Linked DNA regions of Anas platyrhynchos: region 1 is linked to region 2. Evidence: chromatin contacts called from public Hi-C data. All regions are on one chromosome and are shown on one strand. The core of a region is the stretch at or near the end of the contact, and the rest is flanking DNA. Distances in the headings are between cores, read along the strand shown.

Region 1 (5,563 bases), core at 2,912-5,411, 270 kb after region 2:
TTGCTTGGCTGTTTATTCTGCAGTGTTTCCAGCACAGAATCAATTTTATGGCAGTGAGATACTCCAGGCCACAGTGTGGTTTACACAAATATTTAGGTTTGATTACATCTGTTTGTTCTCTCCTAATTTGAATGTAACTGTTTTGCATCTCCCTGTTGGCTTGTTAAGATGGATGAGAAAGTGCTTCTCTGAGTTAGCAATGAGCTACCTGGTTTCTCTACTAATTGGCTGAAATTTTCTGCTAGAGTCTTGGACTTCTCTCTTGCTTCATGATGCTTTGCTGGCTGACACCATCTATGACTCTATGACTGTTTTAGTGGGAGATGATAATAGACATTAATCAATGCCTACAACATAGAACATGCAAGTCACTGCTATTTTAGCTATTTATTAATTAAAAAGGAAAAAAAAAAAGAGTAAAAGTAACTTAATAACCTACTCCAACGGAGAGAGAAGAGTGGTTCAAGGGGTCTGAGTTTATTTAGGGTTCCAAGTTATAGCTAAAAGCAGAATCTCAGTCAGTAGGGACAAGCATCACAAAAATCAACCTTTGTGAATTTGTCCAACTCTTTTGTGGATCACACTCATTTTGACCTTCACAACATCCCACAAGTTCCACGATGTGTTGTATAGGAAGGTCTTTTTGCCTATTATCCATAACTTTATTTCAGTGGTATTCCCCAGTTCTTACATTTGAGACAGAATAGATAGCTTTTTTTTTTTTCATTCATTCTCATTTGCATTCTTAATTGCTTATACATGTCTTGTATCTCCTTTCTCTATATTTGTCAAGCTGAACTGATCTAATGAATTTAATCTCTTTTTCTGTGAAAAACTGTCTGTACCTCTGATGTACTGGATTTTCTTTATCTCCTGCAGTGGCTTACAGAAGACATGCTTTATTCAAGATAGGTGTGCACCATGGATTTATACAATGGCACAATTATATTTTGTGTGTTTTTGTTTGTTTGTTTGCTTTTCTTATTTTCCTAAGAAGGAGATGTAGTGCACTCACCGTAGATGGTTATTCTCCCAGTGTCTCACGGAAGTTTATGATAGGTGCTGAAATGGCATTCAAGGGTCTCCAGTCATACCTACAGATCCAGCTCGCACAACCACCTTCTGTGTTGAAACATGATGGATGCATCCACTGACAGATATTTCAAACAATGAGAAACTGTTGTTTAATGGGTGAAAATGTAACATGCACACTAATTTAAAATATTGCAGATGGCATTTCAACCGAAAAAATAAATCCTTGATTTAAGTTTTGTGAGTCTTGAATAAAGCAGTGCCTCTCGTGGAGTAATTTCTAGCAACTGTAACTCTGAATTGTGTAATTATCACCAGGCTGGTAATTTGTTATGGTATTCAACTTCAGCACTGTGCCAGCTTTTCCAGTGCTGGCTGTTATCTTATCATCACAGCTACCTATGTTGTACTTTGAAGGTCACTCAGAAGTTTCTACTGTGTGCATCTTTCTTTGACATTTAAACACCACATTAATATGTCGCCCAATTTTGTCACACATTTTATTGTAGTTCCCAAGCACTTGAATTGAAATCACACCTGGGAAGTCATCCTCCCGATGCAGTGCCTGATGACTAGTCTGATACTGGTGATGTGTAGCGTTATAGCAGATGTCATGTTGTCTCACAGTTCATTGTTTTATATCTTAGTTGTGGAGCTTTGGAGTTATTTGAACTTATTTTCTTCGCTTTGTCACAGCTGTCCTTGATTTATTTTGCTGTTCACATCCTTGATGTTTCAGCCCTGGAAAACATTATACAGTGCCAAGAACTTCAAAGGCAAGACTGTAAAAATCTTCAACAATCCATTTAATGTTTTGCTAACTTCAGTCAATGCTAGTCAACCAGATTCTGTTAACACTAATTTCCATTAACATTAGTCAATTGAAAAATTACTCCAAAGCTAATGTTGCTTGGTACTTGACTTACAGGCAGGACACATTCCTACCTCCCCTCCCCAACCCAGCTGAGGATGCAGGCTGTTCAGCTTTTCAGTTCTACTTCTCTCTTACACTGAGACCTGTCACAAGAGGCATACCTCTTGGCTGTAGACACACAGCAGTTACTCAAAGCCTCAGCTGTGCACTGTGGGGGACTGGTGTGAACTGGTGATCAGTAAAGAAAAGGTAGTGATGATAGGTGAATTAATAGCTTCTTCAACTCTCATTCTGCTATAGGTGAGTCTCACCTCTGCTTGTAATATCATAGAATCATAAAACCCTTAAGGTTGGGAAAAACCTTCAAGATCATCTGGCCATATGTTCCATGCTCATATGTTCAAACTGAAAACAGCACTCATTTAAACTGCAGCAACTCCAGAGCAAGTAAATAATCCCACAGGACTGTTATAAAATAATTTCAGGATCCTACCAAACTCCCTTAGCATAACATGCATTTTCTTATAAATTGACAGCAACATTGACTATTCAGTGTCTCCTCATTCTCTCTGCAATCCACATTCATTAACTGATTCATCTTTGTTTCAATAAATGAACTTCAGGAGTTCAAACGTAAAAAAAAAAAAAAAAAAAAAAAAATGTTTGTAATTCAAATATGAAAACTCCATAAATTTGTATGTTGGATTCAGTTCCTTGATTTCTCTTGAATCTTTTTGTTGTTGTTGTTTTTATTATTATTATTATTATTATTTTATTCTACAGAGTTAAAAGTAAAAAGAAGAAGAAATGGACATGCAAGTTAATTGAAAAAATTACACAAATTAAGGTAAAAATTAAAACCAGCTTAACTGAGCATCTATTTAAGCAGTAACTGTGTGAGCATTTACTTCATAGAACAGTGATTTTCTGGTTTAGCTTAGAGGTGTGTAAGAACAGACTTATATGGAAGCAAGATATAATTGGGGAGATTTAGATTAGAGATTCGGAGGAAATTCTTCACCCAGAGGGTGGTGAGGCACTGGGACAGGCAGCCCAGAGAGGCTGTGGATGCCCCATCCCTAGAGGTGTTCAAGGCCAGGTTGGATGAGGCCCTGGGCAACCTGACCTAGTGGGTGGTGTCCCTGCCCATGGCAGGGGGGTTGGAACTGGATAATCTTTGAGGTCCCTTCCAACCCAAGCCATGCTGTGATTCTGTGATTCTATGAAACTGAATTAAGACTGTACACATACCAGCTTGCACCTATCATCACTCAAGCACGGGACCTTCTGAAGGCAGACAGTGTCCAACTCTGTCATGTGTAACAGTCATCGCTACCTGCCAGCTGGGTTCCCAACCCACTGGCTCTGTCCCGTTGTCCAGGTCATTTGGTTCAGGCTTATTCTGAGCACAGTGAGGTTCCACAGGCAGAAACATGCAATGTAGGAGTATAAAGGATTACAAAGGAGTACAATTTCCAGCTGGATACTAGGGGGACTTCTTCACTGGGAGGGTGACAAAGCACTGGAACAGGCTGCCCAGTGAGGCTGTGGGGTCTCCTTCTCTGGAGATATCCCAAACCCGCCTGGATGCCATCCTGCACAACGTGCTCCAGGTGACCCTGCTCAGCAGGGGGGTTGGACCAGATGATCTTCGGAGGTCCCTGCCAACCTCGGCCATTCTGTGATTCCATAAAGCAGTCAGATAGCTAATGGACACAGTGCCAGAGGGGGGAGGCACACTGCCAGGCCCAGCATTAACATGCCCTGCAGTAACACCTCACTCAGCACAGAAGGACCAGGTGGTCCTGGGTGAGGTGGAGATGTGTCAGCCTCTGCTGCTCCACAGCGAGTACTGGTTCCCAGTGTTGGTGAACAGCTTTCTCCTGACCTTTATTTTTCTTACACTTTAGGGTTTTCCTTCGTGCCACAGCATGAAACCCAGCTGGAGCTCAAATCACAAGGGTTACACGAGCTGACCTTGGCTTGCCATGGTCTTCCCTGAGGGACAACTTGGCCATGGGAGAACCGGGTGCTTGCCCTCAGCAAACTACCAGACCCCACAGCATGCGGGAAGGAGCACGAGTGGGTGACAGTGAGCCATGGGGCAGGATCGAGCCTTCCCTCTGACACTGTGCCAAAACAGGACATTTTATGCATTTTTATAGGCAGAGAGAGAGAGATTTTACCTCAACCACTCAGTTATTGGGTGGGTTGAGTGACTTCCCTTCAGACCCGCCCGCCCCACCGATCGCTCCGGATGCGCCTCAACGACAACCACAGCATCAACCACCCAGCGGGCTCAGGGCGCCGGCTGCTTCCCGCCTCCCGCCTCCCGCCACAGCGAGAGAACGAGTGCGGGCGGGCGCAGCCGGCGCCATGCGGAGCAGGGCGGAGGTGGAGGCCACGCTGCGCAGCGCCAAGCTGAGCCCCGCAGAGCTGCTGCCGGCCGCGCAGTGCCTCAGCTTCGGGCCGGGGACAGCCGGCCCCGGGGAGTGCTGCCTGCTGCAGCTGGAGCCCGGCCTCTGCGCCCAGCTGGAGGCCGGAGCCAGGTACCGCATCCCCCCTGAGGCGAGGGGGGCTGGGGGGCGGGGGGAGGCAAGGGGCGGAGGTGAGCTAAGTTGGGCCCCCGGTGCGGTCAGGGTGGCTGAGGTAATGACAGAAAATGTAGGCAGCATCTGTTATTTTTGAGATTTTTTTGTTGGGGAGTGTTTGCTCCTTTTGTTTTCTTTCTTTCCGCGTGGAAAAAAGTAGGTTTTAGGGAAGAAACGCTGCTGAGATTTTATCTGGAGCAGTGAAGGGATTCCTGCCAGACGGCTAGAAATTTGGAAATCCTTAAAAGAGTCCTGCTGACTTCCCAGATCCTCCTGCTGGAGCTTGAGGTGGCAGAGCAGCTACCAGCCCCACAACCAGGCCAGCGAGGGAAGTTTTGGCACATGCTGGGGTGGTTTTGTGACAGCCTCAACCTCAGCACCAACACCAGAGAATAAGTTTTTGAGCCGGTTTTAAAATTTCTTCATTTATCAACTGCAGTGCTACCCATATGATAAAAATGTTTTGGGTGATACAACGTTAGAGCTCCCCCTAAAGAAAAAGGTCCTCAGAGATGCCCATCAGTGAGCTTGTTGGTGCTGGGTGGAAGATGGCTGGGGTGTGCCTGTGGTTGGGGGACCACTCGGGGCATCGCTGGGCTCTGGTCACACACCCAAGCTTTGGGAATCAAAATTAGCAATTTAATTAACTTGAAAGTGAGCACTTAGCTCCCCCAGGCTGCACTGAATTGTGGTCCTGCTTCGGTATTACCATGCCCTCACTAAAAATCTCCATGTAGTCAAGTATGAGTTGAAGAAAGGGATTTGCCTTGATTCTTTATCTAGAAATTTTATAGAAGTCTATTTTTATTTTTATTTTTTTTTGTGTGTGTTTCCTGCTTGGAATCAGTTGCAAGAAAAATGCAAGTTTGTCTGAGGGATATCTGAAGGATACAGACAATTTCTGATTGCTTCATGTTTCACAATGGGCTAATTTCTGTCCTCAATAAGGAGCAGCTCAAGCTATAATCTGTTTTCCAAGGTTAGTGAGCTGGTTCAGGCATTAAGCATTGCTAACTCAATGATTTGGGGGGTTTGTGTGAATAGGCAGGTGAGGAGGTTAGGCTGT
Region 2 (5,223 bases), core at 960-3,459:
AGTTTTAACTTGCACTAGGCAGAGAACTGTGGAACTTACATTATGAAAAAAATATTTCTTACCTGATAATAACCACATATAACATGACTTGCAAAATACCATTTCCTTATGCCTGGGATACCAGCCAATGAACATGCTGAAAAGAGACACAACAAGGATTTAAAATAATCAATCCACTACAAACTAAATGTACTAAAGCAGATCTTCAGAACTCCATTTTAAGATGATAAAATGATTTAATAAATTCTCATGGTGTGGCGTTCTGAATTGCTACCCAACAGACAAATAATGCTTCCACTGAAAAAAACATAGATCACAGGAGTAACAAAAATCATAGGCATGAAAATATCAAGCTGCATGCTGACATGAGAAACAAGCCCTTTTCTACTCTCAGTCAGTCTTAAAATAGATTGAAATTTGTCAGCCTTTCAAAACACTTGTCTTTCATTTCCAGTGCCTGGTATATTTAATCATCTGGTAACAGCTGAGCTGCTAAAGGAAAATCAGTTCTCCATAGAAATGGTAGCAGCAAGAGCAAGAGAAACTGGATTTCCTCAAGTTTCTGATTTGTTTCATGTAAATAATAAATTTGCCTAGGCCAATTCCTTGACAACATTTGGCATATATTACTGTGCTTACCTGGGAATGTCCTTGCATCTGTGTTTGTAGATGAATTACAGTTTTCTTTCAGAAGTTTATAAACATTTGCAGCAGTCACAGCTGGAAAAAGAAGATTTTCTTAAATCCTCTGACTTCCAGAAGGTAAATCTTGCTTATTGCAAATGCAGTTTAAAGTTCAGTTTAACATGAAAAGTTTTGTTTAAAACAAGTGTCAAGTACAGATTTGTAGGAGTCTAAAAAGACTAATATAAAGTTCTAGTTAAACTACTGGATATATAGATTTACAAGCTGATGAAATGGGCTGATAAGAACCTCATGAAGTTCAGCAAGAAGTGCAAAGAACTGCACCCAGGAATATACAACCCTGGGCACCAGGAAATGCTGGGGGGCAGAAAAGGACCTGGGGGTCTTGGTGGACACTGTATTGACCATGAGCCAGCAGCGTGCCCTTGCAGCTAAGAAGGCTAATGGTATTCTTGGCTGCACTACACAAGCACCATCAGCAGGCCAAGGGAGGTGATCAGCATTGGGGAGGTTGCACCAGGACTGCTGTGACCAGACCTGTGCTAAGTGATACGAGAGAGACCTGGACACACTGGGAAAAGTCCAGTGGAGGGGCACAAAGATGAGGCTGGAGCACCTCTTCTACAAGGAAAGGCTGAGATAGTTCAACCTAGTCAAGAAATGGCTGTGGGAAGATCTTATCACCATATATCAGTATCTGAAAGGAGGGTGCAAAGAAGACAGAGCCCAGCTCTTTTCAGTGGTGCCCAGTGGCAGGACAAGAGGCAATGGGCACAAACTGGAACATTGGAAGTTGCCCTGAACATCAGGAAGCACTTCTGTGCTGTGTGGGTGATCAAGCACTGGCACAGGTTGCTCAGAGAGGCTGTGGTGTCTCCACCTTAGTGATCCTCAAAAGCCACCTGGACGTGGTCCTGGGCACGCTGCTCTGGGTGTCTCTGCCTGAGCTGGGGTGGGACCAGGTGGACCCCCAGAGGGCCCTGCCAGCCTCAACCATCCCATGATATCTCTAAAATCTTCTAGTTAGCTAACATCAGTGTTTTAGCAAAACTCAAATAACCTAAGTTTCTGAAGGCGTAAGTCGTTAAAGCCTTCTGTTCTGAAAGAAAAAGATCTTTATCACGGTACTAATCCTGAAAACCTACCTGCGCACAGACCCTAGACCAGAAAGCATAAAGAAAAAGTCTTCGAGAACAACCCCCGAGGCGTCTGAGGCAGGGGCATCGCTTAAGCGGGTGAAAGCACACGAACTTAAGGAACGTATCTCTAGGACACAGACTTCACGTGCCCCAGGAGAGCCGTACCGACGCTAATTCCCCCTCTCCAGCCCCCACGATGGAGGCTCCCGCTCCGTGCCCTGCCCCGCGTCCCCCCCTCCTCGGCGGCAGCCCCCGTTCAGCATCGCCCCCCCAGTGCAGCGCTACCTGCAGCGGGCTCCGCACTGCCCTCAGCCCTGCGGTCCCCCCAGCTGAGGAGCAGCACGTAGCGGTCCATGGCCGGCCGAGGACGGACAGGGAGAAGGAGACGGAGGAGGCGCCACCACCATCAGGGCTCCGAGCAGCCCGCGCTGCCCGCCCCTGCACCGCCCCTCGCAGGGCGATGTTTCCGCTTCCCGGGGCCGATGGGCTCCGTTTCCCTTCCCCTTGAGCCGCAGCGGCCATGGCCAGTTACACCAAGGCTGCCCAGGTGAGCGCGGGGCTGGCTCTTCAGGCGAGGGGACACCGCGGTGGCCACTGCCCTCCGTGTGGCGGCGGGCTGCTGGCGGCCGCCATTTTGTGGGGGTGAGCGGGTGCTATGGCCGGGCACTGCTCGGCTGGCCTGGGCGCTGCTGGAAGGAGCAGGCAGTGCCCGCTGTGGGGCTGCTGGGGAAGGGAAGGGGGCTGAGAGGGACAAGGCTGCCCGCCTTGTAGGCACGTAGGGTTGTTAGTAGGCACAGAAGTGTGTTTAGGTGTTGCTCAGGCAGCCCAGAGAGGCTGTGGATGCCCAATCCCTAGAGGTGTGCAGGGCGAAGCTGGATGGGGCTTTGGGCAGCCTGATGTGGTGGGAGGTGTCCCTGCCCATGGCAGGGGGGTGGAACTGGGTGGGCTTTAAGGTCCTTTCTAACCAAAACCATTCAATGAACCGTTTCAAGCAGTAAGTGCAGCACAGTAGGTCTTAAAGGTGCAGGATCAGGCTGTCCCTGTGCGCCGTAAGATGAGTCAGTGGGGAAGACCGGTGTGGCTGAACAGGGAACTTCTGCTGAGTGTCCAGGAGAAAAAGAGAGTTTGTGTCTGGTGGAAGAAGGGGCAGGCAACACAGGGAGAGTACAAGAAAGTTGCCAGCATGTGCAGAGAAAAAATCAGGAAGGCCAAACCACTGTACAAGCTCAACCTGACCACTGTGCTTAAAGATAACAAAAAATGTTTTTATAAATATATTAATGGCAAGAGGAGGACCAAGGAGAATCTCCATCCTTTACTGGATGCAGGAGGGGAACGTGACTACTGAGGATAAGGAAAAGGCTGAGGTTCTTAATGCCCTCTTTTCATTTGTCTTTATTAGCCAGAGCACTTATTCTCAGGGTTTTTAGCCTCCCGACCTGGAAGTCTGGGTTGGGGAGCCAAAGACCTCATTGCTCTCTATAACTGCCTGAAAGGGTGTGGGGAGCTGGGGGTCGGCCTCTGCTCACAGGTAACCAGTGATAGGACCAGAGGGAATGGCCTCAAGTTCACCAGGAGAGGCTCAGGCTGGAAATGAGGAGACATTTCTGCTCAGAAAGAGCAGTCAGGCACTGGTTGCCCAGGGAGGTGGTCCCTGGGGGGGTTCAAGGAGAGGTTGGGCGTGGTGCTTGGGGACATGGTTTAGTGGTTGACATTGGCGGTAGGGGGATGGTTGGACCAGATGATCTTGGAGGGCTTTCCCAACCCTGATGATTCTATGATACAATGTCTAGCACTGTGCTCTACCCTAATGCTACATGACAGGGGGTGTTTTTGAATATTAGTATTTCTTATGATGCTTGAAATGTAAAAGAATGCATTGATCAAATCAGAGAAGCTAGATTCATTTATGGTAGTGTGTTCTTTTCCTATATTAAGTACCACTTCTCTTTCTCTTTAGCAATGGGCTACTTTTGCCAGAGCTTGGTATCTCCTAGATGCAAAGATGCAACCACCAGGAAAAATAGCAGCTGCGACTGTAATCAGACTTGAAGGCTGGCATAAACCTATTTATCATGCACTAAGTGAGTATTGCAGTACACAGAAGCATTTTTAATGTATTTTTCTTTTAATTTCATTCTTAAAAAACAGTGCTTTTTACAAGGTTGCATTTTTCAGTTTGTAAATTATAAAGGGTTCAATTTCATTTCCCGTGTTTTCCCTTCATACCTCTCCAGAGGTTTAGGTCATTGTCTTTACCAATCCATATAAAGCTTGTTACTAATTTGTTATTCAATTTTAGTATAATTTGTTATTCAATTTTAGTAGCAGAATTATGATGGAATTCAGTTGCCTCGGTTATTTTTTTTAAGTTCGAAATGTGTTTTGTTGCACTGATTTTAAACAAAAATTTAATCCACAGTGCATGTATTGAAACACCAATGTGATTCTTGATTAGATTTTTCTGAACGCTACTGTTCAGTAGTTGTACAGCACCACAGCACCTTGGAGCAGTTCTTCATTCTGAACAACGTGCAAAAAAGTCCTGTGTGTATGAGCCAGGAGACACAAACTGGCACACAGGAGGTTCCCTTTGAACATCGGGAAGCACTTCTGTGCTGTGCAGGTGACAGAGCACTGGCACAGGTTGCCCAGAAAGGCTATGGGGCCTCCTTCCTTGGAGATACTCAAAAGCCATCTGGACATGGTCTTGGGCACCTGGCTGTAGGTGTCCCTGCTGGAGCAGGGGTTTGACCAGATGGCTTCTGACCTCAGCCACTTAATGACAATGAGACTAGAACCTGTCTGATTTTGAAATAGGAGACACAATTATTGATGAAAGATATTTTCTTGATCAAATGAAAAAAAAGCCTTGCTTATCTACTGTTTAGAAGATTCAGCACTAAAGATACTTTGCTTGTGATCGGTAACACCATAGTGCTCGTCTCACTGTGATGAGCATTTTATAGATAATAAATGATGATCCCTGTTCAAGAGACTTTACTGAAGCATAAAGAAGCATTAAGCTTTGCTCATACATGTCTAATGTAAACACTAAAATTATACTTGATTTGATTGTCATAATAAAAGGTAGTATTTGTAGGTTTTGGAAGATATTGAAAATACCCAAATACTGCTATTGCAAAACTTGCCGTATCCACAAGATGTCACTGGAGTCTAAGGATATCTAAAAGAAAATAAAGCAGATGGAGGGAAAATTCTTTTGGCTGTCCCATGGGAAAGTTCTTTGATGGTTTTATGTTCATGAAGTTATAAAATCCTGGAAAGCCATTTCAAGGATAACTTCATTCGGTCTAAAGTATTCTATAAATCAGTACCAAATGCATTACACCTGAGATTGATAGATTACTACCAGTGGGAGACATTTGATACTCTTTAAGGAGGCAAAGGATGGATGAATTTATGGTTGGTGTGCTCA

The links. Hi-C and Micro-C count contacts between places; a contact is called where the count stands out from the background.
Region 1: a Hi-C map of liver shows a contact between it and region 2, with 4 times the contacts expected there. The contact joins the promoter of DSCC1 here to the promoter of MTBP in region 2. A contact is called at or near these places in 2 of 8 Hi-C or Micro-C datasets (liver and subcutaneous adipose tissue).

Annotation. Positions count from the first base shown.
Region 1 is chr2:13,435,475-13,441,037 of IASCAAS_PekinDuck_T2T, forward strand. It overlaps DSCC1 (DNA replication and sister chromatid cohesion 1), which reads left to right and starts at 4,162. Exons shown (of 9, transcript XM_038173957.2): 1 at 4,162-4,455. The coding sequence starts at 4,283.
Region 2 is chr2:13,170,928-13,176,150 of IASCAAS_PekinDuck_T2T, forward strand. It overlaps MTBP (MDM2 binding protein), which reads right to left and starts at 2,210. Exons shown (of 22, transcript XM_027452648.3): 1 at 2,070-2,210; 2 at 640-720; 3 at 63-136. The coding sequence starts at 2,139. It overlaps MRPL13 (mitochondrial ribosomal protein L13), which reads left to right and starts at 2,193. Exons shown (of 8, transcript XR_011807354.1): 1 at 2,193-2,331; 2 at 3,745-3,868.